2 separate regions of the Mus musculus genome follow, and region 1 is linked to region 2. A link is a contact called in public promoter capture Hi-C data. All regions are on one chromosome and are shown on one strand. Each heading gives the region's core, a stretch centred on a gene start, on an enhancer-like site or on the middle of the called end of the contact. The rest is flanking DNA. Distances are from core to core; before and after follow the strand shown. Region 1 holds the start of Ccdc77 (coiled-coil domain containing 77). Region 2 holds the start of Raf1 (v-raf-leukemia viral oncogene 1).

What was found. Promoter capture Hi-C pulls out the DNA fragments that hold promoters and counts their contacts.
Region 1: a promoter capture Hi-C map of cranial neural crest shows a contact between it and region 2. The contact joins the promoter of Ccdc77 here to the promoter of Raf1 in region 2.

Annotation. Positions count from the first base shown.
Region 1 is chr6:120,355,772-120,358,731 of GRCm38.p6, reverse strand. Ccdc77 (coiled-coil domain containing 77) reads left to right here and starts at 1,365. Exons shown (of 12, transcript NM_001381936.1): 1 at 1,365-1,405.
Region 2 is chr6:115,675,175-115,678,113 of GRCm38.p6, reverse strand. Raf1 (v-raf-leukemia viral oncogene 1) reads left to right here and starts at 1,479. Exons shown (of 17, transcript NM_029780.4): 1 at 1,479-1,878. It overlaps D830050J10Rik (RIKEN cDNA D830050J10 gene), which reads right to left and starts at 2,146. Exons shown (of 1, transcript NR_152134.1): 1 at 1-2,146.

The DNA.
Region 1 (2,960 bases), core at 116-2,615, 4.7 Mb before region 2:
CAACTTCAGTGGCTCACTGATAAGTGTACACAATTTTTTCAATATGATATTTCAAATATCATTGGTTTTCCTATTCATGTCATAGGAAAGGATAAAGAGAAAGTTTATAGTTTTTCCTTCTTTGTTATTCTATTTTGGTTAGTCCCTGGGAAATTCTTGGAGTCAGGCTTGGGTGAGAAGTATAGTTCAGTGGTAGAATACTTGTTTACCATTAAGTAACCATGATTCCTTTTTTGGTTTTGTTTTGTTTTGTTTTGTTTTGTTTTGTTTTGTTTTGTTGAGACAGGGTTTCTCTGTATAGCCCTGGCTATCCTGGAACTCACTTTGTAGACCAGGCTGGCCTCGAACTCAGAAATCTGAGGCCTGCCTCTGCCTCCCGAGTGCTGGGATTAAAGGCATGTGCCACCACGCCCGGCAGGACCATGATTCCTGAAGCCTTAGTTCAGTCGCAGGGTGAATCCAATGACTGAGCAAACAAGCAAAGAGCCATTAAAATGTGTTTGGAGTCAGAGGTGATGAGCTATAATACCTCTCTGTGTGTTTGTTTTGTTTGTTGTTTGTTTAAGGGTGTAGTTCTGCCCTAGAACTTGCTGTGTAGACCCAGCTGGCTGCCCCTGCCTCCCATACACTGGGCTTATGCCTGAGTCCCAGAATTTGAGGGTAGATGCAGGAGGATCTCTGAGGCTTCTACACAGCAAGATCCAAGCTAAACTGGATACATAGTGAGTCCTGGTTTGGTTCCTCACACCCATATGGTGGCTCACAACCATCCCTCTTTAATTACATCTAAGCTAAGGCATAGAAAACTCTGTCTCCTCCTCTCCTCTCCTCTCCTCTCCTCCCCTCCCCTCCCCTCCCCTCCCCTCCCCTCCCCTCCCCTCCCCTCCCCTCCCCTCAAACTCCTGATCCTTTTTATGTCCCTTCTCAGGAATTGGGATTACAGGCTTTTACAACTCCGTAGGATTTGTAGAACGTTTCTTAGGCTCACTTGAAACAAACTAAAGGCTCACTCGAAACAAATGATAATGTGTACTAAACTCTCCGAGGAGTTCTCGTGATTATGTATGTCATTTATGCAACAGGTTTCATTAAAGGAAAATAGTTAAGTGAGTTTAGACTGAGTTGTCAAAACGAGTTCTAACAGCCAAGGGATACTTACCTCCCCCCTCCACACGCATTCTGTCTTTGCGCAATGCTGTGTGCAGAAGAGAAACTACACTTCCCAGGAACCTCTGCCGGTGAGGCGCAAGGCAAGATGGGAAGTACTGCTGGGTGAACAACCGTCCTATTGGTGTGCAACCTAAAAGGCCGCCTGAGCTCGTGAGCGATTGGTAGGATTTTGTAGATGCTCGCTGATTTGAGTTGTTTTTCGGTTGCGTTGTTGGACGCCAGGGGTTAGCACTTGGTGAGTGTGGATTTCAGGGAAAGGGTGAAAGTTTTTTGGGGAGTAAATATGGTGGGATAAAAGCCTTAGTAATCAGTGCGGAAGGGAGCTACAGGAGACTAAACCTAGGGCCAGTCAAGGAAAGATTGTCTGTAAAAAGAGAAGTTTCCGGGACGCGGAGAGCTTTAAGAATGACTGAGCAAAGATCTGCTCAAGAACTGTATGAACTTGCCAGAGAACAGGATCCAGACGTCCTGAGATGGACGGAGTTCCGTCTCCGTCTTCCTCCCACTTGCTTAAGCTTCGATTTCCTCGTTTGAAAAATAAGGGATAATAAAAATACTTCAGAAAGTGGTTATGCGGGTAAATACGACTTTTTAGGGACGGGGTTGTGGCCAATATGTAGAGTGTTTGCTTAGCACGCCTGTGCCCTCAATTCGATCTCTTACACCTACAAAACAGAAACCCATCACCTTTTATATAAATAGAGGCATTCCTGCCTTGCAAGGTAGGATTAAGATGGCTTCTGTCTGCCTGGAAGATAGGTTATCATAGTAAAACTGCAAATACAGGCATTTATCAGTGAGGGGGGAAAAAAAGCTTTTAAATTTTTTTAATTATTCGTTTTTGTTTTTTGATTCGGGAATCTTACTCTGCAGCCCACGTGGGCTTGCAGTTCACTATATGTACCAGACTGGTCTCAAACTCTTGGCATTATACTCTTGTCTCGGTCTTCTGAGTGTTGGGAGTACAAGTACACAATCAGTTTATGGTTTTTCTGTTGTTTATTTGAGACAAGACCTTGCTCTGTTCCGGGCTTGCCTGGAATTCAACTCTGTACCCTAGGCTGCCCTCAATGTTGGGTGATCTTCCCAGTGCTAGCTTTTAATGACAGATGCCACTACAATTGGCTTTCTAGATCGTCTTGAATGGAAAAACTCAAGAAAGAGATGGAAGAAATAGTATTTAAGATGAATTTTACATGCAGAATACACTTGATTAAGTGAATTTACTAGAGTTGTGGAAGGAGTTATAATTGAACTGCCAGGAAGCTCATGAGCAAAGGCATAGAACCAAGAACATTATGTGCCTCTGGCGTGGTGTATAAGCTTTTAATCCCAGTGCTCGGGAGCCAGAGGCAGGCAATCTCTGTAAGTTTTAGACCAGCCTGGTTTACATAGTTCCAAGCCAGCCGTAGTGAGATCCTGTCCAAAAAAACAAACAAAAAAAACATTTTATAAAAACAGGGTATATCTGGGGAAAGAGATAAAAATAAGTCAGGGAAGAGAGGTTAGGCTCTAAAATAGAAAGTTCTGAATTCTAGGCTTTATTTAATGTTCGTGTCTGTAAGTAGCCACTTGTCAGCTTGTGATTTTTTTGTTTTGTTTTGTTTGTTTGTTTGTTTTGTTTTTTTTGGAACAAGGTATCTATCACTATATAATGCTGGTTGTCCTGGAACTCAGGCTGGATATGAGAATCTAGAAAAGTATGGCCTAACCTTTCCCTTAAATCATTAGACAGGGGCTAGAGGGACGGTTCAAGTGTTTGAGAACACAGGCAGCTCTTCCAAGGGACC
Region 2 (2,939 bases), core at 230-2,729:
GCATTTGTCCATTATCTTGTCACAGAAACCAGAAAAGTAACCAATACAAAAGCCAAAAGATGGAAAGAACCTAAATTTCCATGGTTATCCTAGACAGAAAATCTGGTGTAAACTTCTGATGAAATAGTTTAGCTCTAAAGAGGAGTGAAGTATTAGCACACATGTGTTACAGATGAACTCGGAAACAGGCTAAGTGAAAAGACTTAAATCATAAAGGGCCCCATACTTTATAAGTATCCACGCACACAAGATAATCTAGAAGTCAGGTCTGTAGTAGCAAAATGAGTATTGGTGGTTGCTCTGGGTGGGAGCTAGTGAGAAACTAAACTGCTTAGTGGGTAATTTTATTTCAGAGTAATGGAAATGTTTTGGAACCAAAGTTGTGGTTACACAATACTGTGAACGCACTAAATGCCAAAAGATGTTTACTTATAAATGGTTACTTAAAAAAAACAAAAAAAAACTTGTCTGTGTATTTGTAAATGCGGTTGCAGGTTGCGCACGTAGCACCGGGTTCGAATGGAGGTCAGAGGATAACTTTCAGGAGCCTGTTCTCTCTTCCATCAGGTTTTACTCTGCACACTTTTTACTCTCTGAGTCACCTTGCGGGTCCCCAAATGGCTACTTGGAAAATACTTACACAGAGGTAGGAGAACCAGAGTCTGAGGCCAGCCTCAAATTAAGAGGGAATCTGGCACATGCTTTTAATCCCAGCACTCAAGAGGCAGAGGCAGAGCGATCTCTTTGAGCTCGAGGCCAGCCTGGTTTACAAAGTGAGTTCCAGGACAGACAGGGCTGTTAGACAAAGAAACCCTGTCTCGAAAAACCACAATAAATAAATAAAATTGAGAACCTATTTCAAAGAGGGGAAAAAAAAAAAAAAGCACAATTGACAATACACATTGCCCTCCAGGTGTCTATTCCACGGGGGCTGTACGAAGACGCACAACAGGCTTCAGTTTACGGTGGGCCATATTGTCGCATCAATTTTAATTTTTTTTTCTTTTTTGAGACAGGGTCTCATGCAGCTCATATGACCGTGAACTCCCGACCCTCTTGCCCTCACTTTCCAAGCGCTGGCATTACAGGTGTGCAACACCATACTTTTAGTTTTTGGTCAACTTGGTGTACTACAGCGAACACTCCATCTACAAATGAGGAACCTGAGGTTTCACATAGCATGAGGGCTTTCCCACAAAACCCCTAGGCCGCCATTCTCCACGGATGTCAACTTCGGAGAGGAAGCACCAGAGCTGGAGCCCTGTGCCGTGTGTCACCAGGCGCGTCTGGCCCGCTGAGGGCCTCGCGGGTGGCCGGACCGCGGCTGCAGCCCAATACCACTGGCCTCCAACCAGAAACAGTCACTCTGCTACCACGGAGTCAACCCCGAAATGGCGGCCGCAGGACCGCGAGGCCACGCCCCCGGAGGCGGGGCCACATTCCAGGCTCGAGCGATAGATCCCCGAGCCGAGTTTTAAGCGGACTGCCGAGCCCAGGAGCTCGCGCAGAGGCAGTGAGCCCGGCGGCGCCGCAGGTCGTGGAGACGAGTGTCGAGCGCAGGGCTAGCTCGCCCGGGATAGCCTGAGAGCGTCTTCTTCGCGGGTGCTGGTGCCGCCATCTTGGATGGCGGGAGTTAGAGCCGAGCGGACTTGAGGCGGGAAGGCTTCTCTGTTGTTCTCCGCAGGCCCTCGGACGGGCCAGCTGGCCGAGCTTTGGGGCGCGTGCCCTGAGGCGCGGGGCGCTAGTGCAGCGATGCGGGGCCTCCCCGGGGCCCCGTCCCCCGGGCTGGGGACACGCCGAATGTGACCGCAACCAACGCGTTCTCTCAACCACCGCTGCCGCTGCACGACGGGACCCGGCACTGCCCGGCTCCCTCAGGTAGGCCACAGGGCTGACGGTGCGACCGTGGGGCGCAGGGTCGGCCAGGCCGCTGTCATCCTGGTGGCGGGCCGGGCGCGGGCCGGGTGTCATGGCCGGCGAGCCAGTTTCCACACCCCTGCTCAGATTTCCCAGTGTTTCTCGGAAACGTGCCAGCGCCACTCCGGTGCCCAGCGAGCATTCCTCATATTTTGGCAATGGGGGAAAAAAAATCCTCCCAGAGCTGCCCAGTGACTGTGTTGTCACTGGGATGGGCTCGTTCTTTTTTCTCTCGGGCTGCAGAAGTGGGGGGAGCCCGGCCTTGCACCTCCTCTCGGGCTGCTTCGCTTAAGTGACACCCTTTTAGGGAAGACAAGAGGAATCGGGGAAGGCAGCGAGAGAAACCGGTCAGGGTCCCGCCTCAAAGGCTTGCGACCTCGCCTGGGGCTTCCAAATGGGTGGCCCGGGATGCTCGCGATCGGGAGCCAGGCTGCCTTTTGTGTGAAGCGACAACCTCCCAGGCTTTTGCAGAGCCGGTGCATGGATGCAGAGTTGGGACACAAACGAGGTGACCGTGTTCATTCATTGTTCTCTCTCCAGGGCCCAGGGTGTGCCTCTGGTTTTCATTCTTTGTTAGGAGGGACAGTCGAATCTCTTCTTTCCCGGTTGAGACGTAACTGGGTCCTGGGGAATGGGCCAGGTCTGTGTATAGAAGTGGGGAATGAATTCAGGGCACGTCTGAATGCCTGCAATGCGTCCTGTGGGGTCGTTGGAGACTCAGCTCCTGGGGCGTGAAAACAACCGGAGGTGATAAGGCTTGTTTTCCCAAGTGTTCTTGGGATTTAGAACAGTTAGGTGCAGAGTCGAGAAGCCCTGAGGTTCCTTGCTTGCTTCTGCGCGGAGTTTGAAGGACTGTTCCGCCAGGTGAGGCAGAGGGGAGGACATTGTCGGCGGAGGGAACAGCTGGCACCAAGGCTCAGAGGCATAGCCTGCGGGAGTTGGGATGATTTGGGGGAGCAGCTAGTAAATGTGGGGTGCAGGAAGACAGACGTCAGGGTTCAAAAGGAAAAATTGATCGCTTG